Linked DNA regions of Mus musculus: regions 2, 3, 4 and 5 are each linked to region 1. The links are chromatin contacts, called in public Hi-C and Micro-C maps. All regions are on one chromosome and are shown on one strand. Each heading gives the region's core, a stretch centred on a gene start, on an enhancer-like site or on the middle of the called end of the contact. The rest is flanking DNA. Distances are from core to core; before and after follow the strand shown.

Evidence for each region. A called contact is a pair of places that touch in the nucleus more often than the background predicts.
Region 2: a Micro-C map of embryonic stem cells shows a contact between it and region 1, with 8 times the contacts expected there. The contact joins the promoter of Gsx1 here to the promoter of Tnrc18 in region 1. A contact is called at or near these places in 1 of 39 promoter capture datasets (embryonic stem cells) and 3 of 484 Hi-C or Micro-C datasets (all in embryonic stem cells).
Region 3: a Micro-C map of embryonic stem cells shows a contact between it and region 1, with 8 times the contacts expected there. The contact joins the promoter of Pdgfa here to the promoter of Tnrc18 in region 1. A contact is called at or near these places in 4 of 484 Hi-C or Micro-C datasets (the HL-1 cell line and embryonic stem cells).
Region 4: a contact with region 1 is called in a Micro-C map of embryonic stem cells, with 24 times the contacts expected there. The contact joins the promoter of Uncx here to the promoter of Tnrc18 in region 1. A contact is called at or near these places in 3 of 39 promoter capture datasets (cranial neural crest and embryonic stem cells), 18 of 484 Hi-C or Micro-C datasets (cerebellar granule neurons, cerebellum, differentiating embryonic stem cells and 3 more) and 3 of 115 datasets of contacts at active chromatin or transcription factors (embryonic midbrain and embryonic stem cells).
Region 5: a contact with region 1 is called in a Hi-C map of muscle stem cells, with 5 times the contacts expected there. The contact joins the promoter of Mafk here to the promoter of Tnrc18 in region 1. A contact is called at or near these places in 2 of 484 Hi-C or Micro-C datasets (cardiomyocytes and muscle stem cells).

The regions. Positions count from the first base shown.
Region 1 is chr5:142,816,373-142,819,018 of GRCm38.p6, forward strand. It overlaps Tnrc18 (trinucleotide repeat containing 18), which reads right to left and starts at 1,290. Exons shown (of 28, transcript NM_001122730.3): 1 at 900-1,290.
Region 2 is chr5:147,187,359-147,190,004 of GRCm38.p6, forward strand. Gsx1 (GS homeobox 1) reads left to right here and starts at 1,338. Exons shown (of 2, transcript NM_008178.2): 1 at 1,338-1,940; 2 at 2,420-2,646. The coding sequence starts at 1,532.
Region 3 is chr5:138,993,600-138,996,245 of GRCm38.p6, forward strand. It overlaps Pdgfa (platelet derived growth factor, alpha), which reads right to left and starts at 1,345. Exons shown (of 6, transcript NM_008808.4): 1 at 1,110-1,345. The coding sequence starts at 1,172.
Region 4 is chr5:139,542,591-139,545,236 of GRCm38.p6, forward strand. Uncx (UNC homeobox) reads left to right here and starts at 1,308. Exons shown (of 3, transcript NM_013702.3): 1 at 1,308-1,689; 2 at 1,865-2,040. The coding sequence starts at 1,404.
Region 5 is chr5:139,790,217-139,792,862 of GRCm38.p6, forward strand. It overlaps Mafk (v-maf musculoaponeurotic fibrosarcoma oncogene family, protein K (avian)), which reads left to right and starts at 1,320. Exons shown (of 3, transcript NM_010757.2): 1 at 1,320-1,496.

The sequences.
Region 1 (2,646 bases), core at 40-2,539:
CTCCCCAGCATCGGGTAAACCCTCCTGTAAGTCCTATTTAAGCTGTTTGTTTAAAAGATCTGTCGCTTTCCTGTTCCCGAGGGGGTAGGGAGGTCTCAGAGAGCCCACCCTTCCCTCCCTGACTACCAGCCCCAGGCTACTCTAGACCCCCTGGTTCCGGGAGAACCGGGGCGCTCTAGCAGACGGAGACTAAGCCACAGCTCCCGGGTGACCAGCCGCCCTACGCCCAGACCCAAAAGTCCTCTTCCCCCAACTTTGCTAAGGACGCCTATTTTAACGTGGCTTTGGTTACAACACCCCCTCTTCCTCTCGCCCGCCCTCGCTCTTTATCAGGCTCTGGTTACCAGAATCGCGTTTACTTTTGAAAAAATCTAGGATCGTCACAGCCCGGGATACTTGTCTCAAAGGCGCCAGGAGCTTCCCGCATACACTTAAAGATAATATTCATTAAAGGCAGCGTTTTGAAAAAGGCAGAGCCCAGGCGCCCCACTTTAAGGAAGTCGGGGTGAAGCCCTACGGAGCAGCCTTTGCCATGGTCGAGAAGCTGGCGTGGCTATCTGCGGGGTTCCACTGCGTCCTTCTCTACTTTTCCCCTCTTAAATGCAGCTAAAATGGCTGAATTCCGGCTTTTAATTAAAAACAGCCTATAATCGAAACCGTCTCGGCGTCCCCGGGCTAGCCCGCCGCCTGCCGGGAACCAAGTAGGGAACCGCCGCCCTCGGCGGTGCTGCAGACTGAGAGCTCGGGTGGGAGTCCAAGGCGCAGCGATGCGTCCTCTCCCCCTGATCCCTGCCCTCCGCTTCCCTTCTGGGGACCCCGACTGTTTCGGGGACCTTCTGCTTTGCGGACCCAAGGGGTACGCTGCACAAGTTCGGGGAGCATCGGGGCCCGGAGCGTACCTGGCGCGGCGGGGCTCCGGGCTCCAGGCTCCGACGGCGACTCCGGCAACCGCCGCGGTTCCTGGCGCGGCTAGGCGCCCGTACTGCCCGCCATCCCTCGGCCGCCGCTCCCCTCCGCCACCCGCAGCCGCCTCACACTTTTTGCCCGCCTTTCCTTTTTTTGGTAGAAAACCGCTCCCCGGGCCGGGCGCGCGGCGCGCCAACTCCTCCGCCCTCCCGCGGCCCCGCTCCCGCAGCCCCCGGAAAAGCCAGCTTTCCTCCCGCCGAGCTCCCCGCTTTTTAATAAAATCCAGGTAGCGCCGGTTTAAAGAATCCCAAATCTCCATATACAGCCCGGGATTGGAAAAGGTACATTACACAACCCCCCTTTCAAGTTCCTCTCGCTGGATCTAAAAAAAAAAAAAAAAAAAAAAAAGCGAAGGGGGGGCTTAAGGGGGACGGGGGAGGGGAGCCTCGCAGGCGAAGAAACACGCATTGTTCCCGGGTGCCCGCCCCCCCCTTCGGGCCAGCCCCCGGCCGCAGCGCATTGGTCCCGCTCGCCGCCCATCACGCGCATGTAAACACCTTGGCCCTCAGCCATTCCTATAAAACCAATTACGGACCTCGGGGCTCCAGCAGTTTCCAGGCTCCCCACGGCGGGGCTGAATGATCAAAACTGGTGGTGAGAATTTTTCCGAGCCGTTTCTAGGCAGCCCTCCCCCACACCAGCTCCAGCAGACCCCCCCCTTCTTTCTCCTTCTCCCTCCCCCCACATCCCAGCCCCTCCTCCTGCGTCTGGGCTGAGTGATCAAAATAGAGGAAGATGGTTGTCGCCGCAATCCCGGGCATTGCAAGGCCTCCTGTCAGCTTCCTTCTTCGGGAGGAGGTGACAAGCTAGCCGGGAAGAGCCGGGAACCGGCGAGCTGCTCATTGCGCCCGCGCCCGGCGCTCCCTCTCTAGGGTGCCACTCCAAAGAGCGAGGTTCAGACGAAAAATAACAAGGCCTGCTTCTCTCTCGCTTGCTCGCTCACTCTCGCCTTTTAAAATAAAGCAGCGATTCATTCCCTTTCCCCCTAGCAGTCGCGGTCGGGTGGGGTGGGCAGGCAGGCGACAAGGCCTTTTTTTTTTCCTTTTGCCCCTGCCTGCGGGTCCCCTCCCTGAAACGCGGTGTCAGAAGGCTTTACTGATTAATATTTTGGACAGGCCGCGGCGGTCGGCAGCGGTGAGTTGCATCTTATAAAAGGTTCCTATAGAAACCCGGGCTGTGGGGCTCTGCGGCCGAGTGCGCACCGCGCGCCCCTCCCCAAAGCCCCTTTTGGCGTGGGCGCCCCTCCTTCCCCCTTTCCCCGCCAAGAAAAACCAGAGCAGAAAAAAGGATTAGATCGGCGGAACGCGAGCTGAATCCCTCTCGGTTCTGACATTTCAGCCCTATTAGCATTTCTCCACGGGGCCTTCTGAAACCTATTAAGGTGTAATATTAAAAACCTCTTGGCTGGGGGCCTCTCTCGCCTTCCATCCGCCGCGCCCCCTCCAGGGAGGGCGAGACCGGGAAAGGGAAAAAAAAAAATCTGTTGAGCTCAGAGGAAGCAAGCCAAGCCCAAAAGTGCTTGGCTGGCCACGGCGGCCAGAGGGGGAGGGGAGCACTAATCCCCCAGACTTTGTACTTTTATTTTGCTCTTTCAGCAAAAAAAAAAAAAAAAAAAAAAAAAAAACTTTCGAAGTTAAGTGGCAGGGAGCCGCCGACGGCAGTCTACCTGACTGGGGACCC
Region 2 (2,646 bases), core at 88-2,587, 4.4 Mb after region 1:
CCCTTTCTTGGTCTCACGATTCCGTTCACGGTTCAGAGCAGGTGACTGTGGCGATTTGTAAAATCGAAAGTAGTAAATTCGAAATCTTTTATGCTAATTTCTCATTGTATGTTAAACGCACAGGGACAGAGACAGCTCTGAATCCCGGGATGATTTTTTTAAAAAACTGAAGCTGTGTACACAGAGCGTGGCATTTGAAGTTGTTTAACCATTGTGTTACCAGAAAGAAAGAAAAAAAAGAGTGCGGCGACGGTAGGAGGAAGCAAAGGGCAACAGAAACTGGGAAAGACAGAAGAGTGCTCTTCCTTTCTCTCCAGCCGTGGGAAGCAACGCTTTCGAGTGCACCGGCGTGTCTAGTGGAGTGTGTGCGAGTGGAGAGTGCGCGCGCAACGTCTGTGAGAGTCTACACCATCCACACTCACCACGTTTGGTGGGGTGGGAAAGCTTCATACCCACGAATTCGGCTCTCACTCCCCTTGCTATGTATCTGTCCGTATTTTCAAAGACTACCCACCCGCGTACTTGTTTTGTTGCTATTTCTTTACATACACGGCCCTGTTGTTGAAGGGAAGAGCTGGTTGGCCAAGGGTCCACCGAACAAAGATGAGGAGTCACAGGCAACACCAAAATTGGGAGCCTTTGATTTTCTGAGAAAACACGGACAGAGATGAGGTTAGTCTCCAATGAGGACTAGGGAGCCTTTCTCTCATCCTCTGAGGCGCACTCAGAAACCTTGTTTTTCTGTCTCCAAATAGTGCGAGAGAAGAGACTCCACAGGTGGGAATGGTGGCCGCCCATTAGGATGCTTCATAGGATGCAGAGCTGAGCTTCGAGAACTAAGCGAAAGCGATACACTTGGTGGAACTGGGGTGGGGGGAACGAGCAAGGAAGAAGTAACAGAAAGAAAGGGACCAGGATCAAGTGGGCAGAGGAGATGGGTGTGCGCCCACGGGGATCTGTGCAAGCGAGGCAGCACGGGTGCGGAAATCAATAAGATAAATGGACCGATCGCCAGCGCAAAGCCAAAGGAAAGTAAGAAATAAAGAGAAAGAAAAGAATATTAAATCGCGGGAGAATGAGAAAATAAACCCGAAAAGGGAAGAGGAGGGGGGCGAGTGCGCCTGTTACGGCGTGGGTGGGGTTGACAAGAATAGAGTACATTATGCAGTTCATTTAGTTAACAAGTGAAATAATGAGGAAGCGTGCAGAGTGAATGCCAAGAGAAAGGGCACAAAAACCCTATTGAGAGGCCCCGGCCGCTCCTGGCGTAGCCCATCACATGGCAATAGTCCTATTTAAGCGGCGCCGCCGGCGTCTTTCAGCACCACTAGCGCTGGCCAGCACCTCGCCCGCTCCGGGAGGTGCCCGCAGCAGCAGCCAAGGTGATTCCAGCCCGGGCTTGAGCCGCGCGTGGAGCCTCCGGGGCCCGGGAAGCTGCGGGTGGCCGCGGCCAGGGGAAGCTACGACAGGATCTGCAGTTCCCTCGGGCTCCAGGGGCGGGCTGGCGGCAGGTGGACCGCGCGCCGGAGCCATGCCGCGCTCCTTCCTGGTGGATTCCCTTGTGCTGCGGGAAGCCAGCGACAAGAAGGCTCCGGAGGGCAGCCCGCCACCGCTCTTCCCCTACGCGGTCCCGCCGCCGCACGCGCTCCACGGCCTCTCGCCGGGCGCCTGCCACGCGCGCAAGGCCGGCTTGCTGTGCGTGTGTCCCCTCTGTGTCACCGCTTCGCAGCTGCACGGGCCCCCCGGGCCGCCGGCACTGCCGCTACTCAAGGCGTCCTTCCCTCCCTTCGGATCGCAGTACTGCCACGCACCCCTGGGCCGCCAGCACTCCGTGTCCCCTGGAGTCGCCCACGGCCCGGCTGCGGCCGCAGCAGCTGCTGCACTCTACCAGACCTCCTACCCGCTGCCGGATCCCAGACAGTTTCACTGCATCTCTGTGGGTAAGCGGGGTCCCCGCGCGAAATTGGGGGGCGGTGGTCCCGGGGTGGGGGGAAGTGAGTGAGCTAGGGATGGGGAAACGGCGCGCTATGGGGGACGGTGAGGATACTCGAGGGGCGCTCACAGTGCTAGACTGGGACCGGACGTAGGAACCGGGGAGAAGCCAGAAAGATCCTGGGGCGAAGGGGAAGGGGTTAAGGCCAGCTTTGAGATGTTCCTTAAAGGGGTGTTAGGGACAACCGATTCCGAGGAGAATTGGAGTCTGTGACTTGGCAAGGAGGCACCCGCCTGTGGAGTGATGAATGGAAGGATGGAAGGGATGTGTGCCTGATTCCAAGGTTGAGGCTAGCCTCAGTTCAGCGGGAAATTAGGCCCAAGGCTCAGAGGTTTGATGATCTCTCTCTCTCTCTCTCTCTCTCTCTCTCTCTCTCTCTCTCTCTCTCTCTTTCCCTCCCTCCCCCCCCCCCCCATCGCCCTCCAGACAGCAGCTCGAACCAGCTGCCCAGCAGCAAGAGGATGCGGACGGCGTTCACCAGCACACAGCTCCTGGAGCTGGAGCGAGAGTTCGCCTCCAACATGTACCTCTCCCGCCTGCGGCGCATCGAGATCGCGACCTATCTGAACCTGTCCGAGAAGCAGGTGAAGATCTGGTTTCAGAACCGCCGGGTGAAGCACAAGAAAGAAGGCAAAGGCAGTAACCACCGCGGC
Region 3 (2,646 bases), core at 95-2,594, 3.8 Mb before region 1:
TCTGGCCTCCCCAGGGTGTCTGGGGGCAGCCAGGGGCCCGAAGAGTTTCTGGTTTAATAGCTAAATCCACATGTAGAAACAGAGAGGGTCGAAATGCGTCACGCATCCACGACTGGAGTCACAGCAGCCTCAACACTTTAATCTAGCCGAAGGGTTCAATTTCACTCCGGGAATCCTGAGCTGAGCCCGCAGGGGAGAGGGTCTTCCCTCTCCCCCCACCCCACCCCCTACAAGCACGCGCGCCGGGTCGCCCCACCCGGCTCAGGCCCAGTCACGGCCCTAGCGCCGACTAGGACGCCCAAATCCATCGGGGCTTAGAGAGGCTGCAGGGAACGCAAGGGGTTAAATATCCACCTCGCGCCTCTCCGGTCCCTGCCCAGACCACCCCCACCGTTCAGCCTCCCCCACTCTCCGTCCCGGTTTTTAAAAGGGAGTCAGGGTCGCTGGAGGACTCAACCACGAAGTTCCCACGACAGGGGCTGTGGAAAGTCATTCATCACGGCAAAGCTCCCGGGGAATGGGGGTGGGGGGGAGGGTGGCGGTGGGAGGGCGCGGGCGCCTGGCCCGGCCCCAGCTGCCTCGTTCAGCCACCTGTAAGCAGGCCTGGGCGGGCGGAGACTGCTCCAGCCCTGCGTCGGACTGGGTTTGGGGACCGAGAACTGGGGACTGCGGCTGGGCGCTGCCCACCCTTCCCAGTCCCAGGCTACGGCCGCACCCTCCTCTACCTGCTTACTGCCCGCCCTAGTCCCCTCCCAGAGCACGGTCAGTTTACACACACCCCCTTTCCCGCTTCCCGCACCCCGTTACTGCATTGTCCGCTGCGTTTGGGCTGCCCCTTCTGGAAAGGCACCCACAGCCCCCCGAAGTTTCTACCCACGGGTTCACCTCGCGGCTCCCCCGTCCCCCTCCAAGGCGGAGCGACGCAACGCGCTGGAAACTCACCAGACACACTTGGGCATGGCAGAAAATAGAACCCAGTTGGGATTAAAAAAAAAATTACACCACCCTGACAAAACCAAAATGCTCTTTGCAGAGCTTGAAACAGGTAGCCGAGAGGGGCGTGCGCCGAGGGAGCCGAGAGGGGACAGAGGCGCGGGGGTGGCACCCACCTCGGCCAGGGCATGGGCGAGGTATCCGCAGCCGAGGAGCAGCAGGCAAGCCCAGGTCCTCATCGCGTCCCGAGGCGCTGGAAGCTCGGCAGGGAGGCGAGGCCGCGGGGCGGGCGCTCCAGCCGGGCTCCTGTGGCGGCGAAATTCAGTACCATCCCTCAGGGAGCGCGGCCCGGAGGAGGGTGGCGCGGAGAGCAGGGAGCCTGCGGAGCGCGCTCGGCGCGAGCAGCGAGTGCAAAGCCAGCGAGGAGGAGGAGGAGGAACAGAGTCGCTCCGGGAGCCTCCTGGGCCGCCGGGTAGGGGGTGGGGACGGAAGGGGCGGAGGGCGGGGGCTGGGCTTCTTCCTTGGTGCGTTCCCCGTGCTGGCCGCCGCCGCGCTCGCTCCCCGTCGCTGGCTTTAGGAGCGACCCGGCCGGTAAATCCGCATATTTGCTGCCGTCAGCCCCGGGAGGGGACCGCGGAGCGTGGCTGCAGCTCCCGCCGCACCACCGATCACCTGTCTGGACTCTCGGCCCGGTACCAGCTACCGCCTCGCCTCTCCCTGAGGGCTCCGGGCAGTCCGGAGAGCCTGTCCCCGGGCCTTCCTCTCGCCGCTGCCGCCCCGGGCCGGGCACGGCGCGGCCCAGCACGGCGCGGCCCGGCGGCCTGCGTGCGCCCCTCCGCGGCGCGCCCTCGGCTACGGCGCGGCGCTCCGCCCTCCGCCCGCCGGGGCCGGGCAGCTCCCGCGGCCGCGCCGCCTGGCAGCAGCCTACCCGCCCGGGGCCTCGCTACGCCGCCCGCGCGGGCCGGAGGGCGGGCGGAGGGCCGAGCTGGCGCCGCTGCCGCCGCAGCAGCAGCCGCGGGAAGACCAGAGGAGGAGGTGGAGAAGAAGGCGCAGGCAGGCCGGGCTCCAGGAGTTGAGCGGGCTCCGCAGGACGCGCGTGTGGAGCCGGCCGGCGACAGGGAGGGGGTTATAGCGCCGCCACCGCGCCCCTCCCCCTCCCCCGCCCCCCGCCTCCCCCGGATTCCGGGCCCGGGACCCGCACCTCGGAAGCGCTCAGGGGTCTCGCGGGCCAGATCGGGCCCGGCCGCCACCGCCACTGCAGTGGCCACACACGCGCTCACGCAGGCAGCTACATCCATCCAAGCTCGGCGCCCGCGGCTCGGAGCCCACAGGCGCCCGGGCTCCCGGAGCGCCCCTCCCTCGAGCTTGCCCACCCTTCAGTGCCAGCTGCAATCCTGCGGCACCGGGCGGGGAGGGGAGGAGGCCGCTGCAGAAGCACGGCCGTCTCTGGCTCGCCTCTCTCTCGGGCCCCAGCGGCAGTAAAGGGCAGCGCCCAGAGCTGCTGCGCCAAAAAGGGCATGAGAGTCGGCTTGGCCCCCGCCCGGCGCTCGGGCCGCTTCCCACTGTAAGGATCCAGTGCTCCAGCCTTCCCCTCTCCATAAAAGGAGGGGGAGTGAGTCTTTGCGGAGAGGCGGGGCGGGTTTAGGGGCGCGTCTAGGGCACTCACCTGACGGCTGCCACGCGCCCGCGCCCCAGAGCCAAAGCCTGGGACAC
Region 4 (2,646 bases), core at 58-2,557, 3.3 Mb before region 1:
ATTTATTTATTTATTTATTTATTTGAAGGGATGCGTGGGCCATTGGTCACTATCCTGAAGTTACCATTGTCCTTCCTCCTTCCATGCTCCCTCCTCCTCTGGGCTGGCATCCAGGACCCATATGTGTGGGAGTTAAGTGGGGTTAGGGTGCCCCAGCTGCCACCACCCTGTCTATATTGATGGGGTAACTGCCAATCAAGGAGGAGGGCGTCGGGTTAGACTCCTTATAGGTGGGGGCCGCATTTGGCTGGATCACTGTTTGGAGGTTCTTCTCTCCCCCCCTTCCCCTCCTCTCCTCTCCCTTTCTCCCCTCCCCCTTTCATTCTGGTCTCTCCGTCCATCTAGTCCCACTTCCCTCCCTTTCTTCTCTTTTTCTGCCTTGTTCCCCTCCTTCCTCCCCTTCTCTCCACTCTCCGTTTTCATTCTCCCTTCTCTTTATCCTCCCCGCTTTCTCTTCTCCTCTTCTCGCTTCTCTCTGTCCTTCCATCGCTTCTGGTTCCACTCCTCTCTCCTTCCTTTCTCCCCCATTACTTCTTCTCCTTCCTCCTCCATTCTCCTCCCTTTCTTCTTCTCCCCTCCCCTCCATCCTTTCCTCCTCTCCATCCACTTCCTCTCCTTCCTCCCTTTCTCTTTCTGCACTCCTCCTCCCCCAAACCTTTCCTTTCTCCCCCTCCCTCCTGGGCTTGTTCTTCCTCCTCTTTCTTCCCCTTGGTCTTCCAGTTCGTCGGGACACTTCTCTCCCCTTCCTCTCCTCCTCTCTTCCTCCCCCTCCTCCTCCCTCCGCCGCTCGCGGCAGCCCGCAGCCCGGGAGAGGCCGCTGGTAGAGAAGCCCTTGTAGTTTTAAATTCAATGTGACAGTTTCGGAAAGAGCGGATGATGAATCTCCCATTATTGGATCAGTCTATTTGCCGCTCAATGTCTCTCTGTAATTGGAGCAACATCACTTTAAAGGTTCAGAGAGTACAGCATTTCTGGTGAAAAATCCCCACAACACGCCGGCGAATGTTTTAAAGGGAAATCTATTAGAAGGAGGCGAGGGGCGGGAGCGGCGGGGAGCAGGAGTGGGGGGCTCGCCGGGGGCCCCCGGCCGGCCGAGCGCGGCGGTGCCCCTCCCTCCCCACCCCGTCTTGTTGTGACAGCTCCTGATACTGTTTATGGAGGTGCGTGTCAGGTATAATTAGCAATCGATATGGAAAACGTTTCCTTGCACCCAGCACGCCTCTGACGTCAGAGCCGATTAGCGCTTCTTATTGGTCCCAAATTCCCCGGGCCGCGGCTAATTATCGAGAGCTTGATGTTGATAAAGTAAAGCGGCGGAGCGCGGGCCGAAGCATGTGTAGGGCTCCGGGCCCCTGTCCCCGCCGCCGTCCGCGCCCCCGCGCCCCGCCAGCCCCGCGCGCGAGATGATGGACGGTCGCCTCCTGGAGCACCCGCATGCCCAGTTCGGGGGCTCGCTGGGCGGCGTGGTGGGCTTCCCCTACCCGCTGGGCCACCACCACGTGTACGAGCTGGCCGGTCACCAGCTGCAGTCGGCCGCCGCCGCCGCTGCCGCGGCCTCGGTGCCCTTCTCCATCGACGGCCTGCTCAGCGGCTCGTGCGCTGCAGCCGCCGCCTCGGTGGTCAACCCCACGCCGCTGCTGCCGGCTGCCTGCGGGGTGGCCGGCGAAAGCCAGCCCTTCAAGCTTGCAGGTAGGCTGGAGGCGGGGACACGGGGAAACACAACGGGGGGCCTCGGGGTGGGGTGCACCAGGCCGTCGGAGAATAGCGACCCACTCCTCCGTGCACCCCGCACCCGAGGTGGGTGCAAGCGGGACAAGCATCTGCCAGGTGGCTGAGCCTTGCAGCGTCCTGTGCATGCCCGCAGACTCGGGGGATCCAGACAAGGAGAGCCCCGGCTGCAAACGGAGACGCACCCGCACCAACTTTACCGGCTGGCAGCTGGAGGAGCTGGAGAAGGCGTTCAATGAGAGCCACTACCCGGACGTGTTTATGCGCGAGGCGCTGGCGCTGCGCCTGGACCTGGTCGAGTCCCGAGTTCAGGTAAAGATTGGTGTCGCCCAAGGAGTCCGAGATCCCGCACTAGGCGTGCAGAGCGCGGTGAGGCAGGGCCACCTTTGTTCTAAGTGGCGGGGAGGTGGTTTCAGGCTCCGCGCTGCTGGCCATGGTGGGGATTATGAGGGTTGAACCCCTTCTCCCATCTGGAGGTGAGTAACTTGAGAGTGCCGAGGTGATTGGGGAGAGATCCTGGTGGCGCCCCAGTAGCCACTGCAGTGACTGCGTTCGATTCGGGGAAGCCGGGTGTAGGTTGGCTGCGGCCGCGGCGCACAGTCTGGAAAGGCTGCCGAGGCTCGAAAAGCCCTCCAGGAGGGGACAAAGTGGGCCCTGGCCTGGGCGCTCTTGACAGAGGCTTTCTCCCATCCTCGAAGCTGACAGATCTGTTGCTTTATTTCTGGCTTGTGAAATATTAAGATAGAAACATGCATTTATCCATCGTCTTACAAACAGCCGCTGGGGGGGTGCATTTGTGGGAGAGTAGGTGGAAACTTTCGCGGTTAACACATTGGAAAAGAGGGGGCTTAAAAAAAAGGGCATCTGAATTTAAGATTCTTCTCCATTAAATTCCTCCCTCCCCAACCTCTTCGTTAT
Region 5 (2,646 bases), core at 70-2,569, 3.0 Mb before region 1:
ATGGCCTTGTTGGAATAGGTGTCTCACTGTGGGTGTGGGCTTTAAGACCCTCATCCTTACTGCTTGGAAGTCAGTCTTCCTAGCAGCCTTCAGATGAAGATGTAGAACTCTCAGCTCTGCCTGCACCATGACTGCCTGGATGCTACCATGATCCTTGATGATAATGGACTAAACCTCTGAACCTATAAGGCAGCCCTAACTAAATGTTGTCCTTATAAGAGTTACCTTGGTCGTGGTGACTATTCACAGCAGTAAAAACCTAACTAAGACACTATCCATTGCTTACAGGGAGAGGGAGAGGGGGGAGGGGGAGGGGAGGGGGAGGGGGAGAGGGAGAGGGAGGGAGGAGAGGGAGGGAGGAGAGGGAGAAGGGGGGAGGGGGAGGGGGAGGGGGAGGGGCAGGCTTAGGTGAAGGCACTTAGGGTGAAGGCAGAAGGATTAAGAGCTTCAAGACAGTGCCAGTGAGGTGGCTCAGTGGGTAAAGGTACCAAGTCTGAGTTCAATTTTCGGAACCCAAAAGTGGAAAGAAAAAACAGATTCCCTAAAGTTGCCCTCTGACTTCCACACATTCGTGGTAGTGTGTGCACACCAATCCACATACATATGAACACACATATAAATAAGTAAAAAAAAAAAATAAAGTTTTATAAGTGTTCCAGGCCACTCTGAGCTGCACAGTGAGACCTTACCTCTGTCTCAGATATAAATCAAAAGGTCATGGTATGGGTCAGAAGAGGATGCTACATACATATCTCTTTCTCCTTTGTAGGGTGCATCTGCCTTGCTGATTATGTGGTGTAACTGAGCCACTTCGCCACCTTGACGTGGGCTTGGTGTTAGGTCCAGAACATGGTCACTAGCCAGTTGGCCTCTATTCTCTCTGCCAAGACCCGGGGAGGCTCCAGCAGCCTCAGGATCACAGTGAGTAGCATAGACGACAGTGGGTGACATAGAGACATAATGCCCAGGCTGAAAGTTCAAGGAAACGTGGGGTCCATACCCAGTGTGCGTCACGCTCGCCTGACACCCCCTACCTTGGGAAAGGAGCACAGACCCCGCCCCGGGTGTGTTGGGGATGGACAGGGCCAGGAGCTCAGCAATGAGACAACTGCACGTGGAAGCATGTAGGAGGACCCAGGGACTGGGGCAGCGAGGGGCGTGGCCATCAGGGGCGTGGTGCCGACGCGCGGCCAGAGAGGGCGTGGTTTTGGTGAGCGAAGAAGCGTGAGCAACAGGGGCGTGATCACTAGGGGCGTGGCCATCGCGGGGGCGGGGCGGTGACGCGCTTCGACGCGCGATCCCGGAAGCGGTGTCAGTACTGGGGAGCCGGCGGCGGGCGGCGGGTGGCAGGGACTTGTTGTTCTTCGCCGAGTCGGAACGAGAAGTCCGAAGCGCGCAGGCGGAGACGGCGACTAAGGGGAGCGCGAGAGCAGAAGCGCTTGTGAAGAGTGCGTGTCCGCAAGGAGCCGCCGCGCCCGGCCCCGCGCGCGACCCGGGTGAGTGAGGGGCTTCGGGAACTGGGTAGGGGAACCCAGAGTTCGTGCACCTGCGGGAGGAGCACCCCGAAGGCCGCGGGACCCAGCCTGGGCCTCGAGCACGTGCCACGCGGGACCTAGCTCAAGGCCCACACGGGACCCACCACGTGCGGGAGAGTGGCACCCGGGAGCCGTGCGCACCTGGCCATTTCCGTCGGCGTAGAATTCGCCCCCACCTCGCCCCCGGCCGGGACCCCGAAAGGGCCTGAGTAACTGGTGTCACTTTCTAATCAGCTGACCGGCCAGCGGTGCCGGATGTGGAAGCTGTGGGTGGGGAGCGAGGCAGGTGACCGTCTTGGCCAGCCTATCGCTTCCGTCACTTTCTTCAGGTGTGGTCTGGGGCCAAGGTCCCATCCAACTCTGAAGTGCGAGGTTCCCTAGTAGGGTGAGCGGATAGGCGTGTTAAGAGTGTGCATGTTTACGAGCGTGCGGCGAGAAATCAGAAGCAAAAACTCTAGCAAATTACAGGTGAAGAAAGCCTCGTGGGTCCTAGGTGCCTAGATTAGATCTCTTTGGGGGAGATAGACTCCTCTTCTGGTATCCTTGAGATAACAGCCACTCCAGCCTCCTAGAACTTGCCCCGTAAGAACGCAGTCGGTATTTGGGAGGTGAGGCTGCTTGGTGCTCTTGTTTCTCTAGGGAAGTTAGTCTGAGCCTCGCTTTTCACACAGCTCTCATTGCTAACACAGATGCACTTTAACAGTTCGCCTTCCAATTGATGGACAGGCACTCAGTACACTCAGTCCTCAAAAGCTAGCTTGTGTCTCAGCTGGTAGGTAGTTCACCCCTTCCACTCCTGTGGAGTCACTAAAATTAGCCCTGGGACCCCAGAGGTTGGCACTGCTGAGGTCATACTGTGGCAGCAACATTTCAGAAGGTATCTGGTGGAGTGCACGTGGGTACTTTGATGCTTTGAGCTGGTGTTTTAGGGCCAGGTAACTTCTTTCAAAGGTGTTGGTCTAAAGCCATTATGTTATGGTGGCACATGCTTGTACTCCTAGCACATGGGAGTCTGAGGCAGGAAGATCTTGAGTTTAAGGTTAGCCTGGATTGCTTAGCTAGTTCAAGACCAGCCTTAGTTACATAGCGAGACACTGTCACACAAAACCAA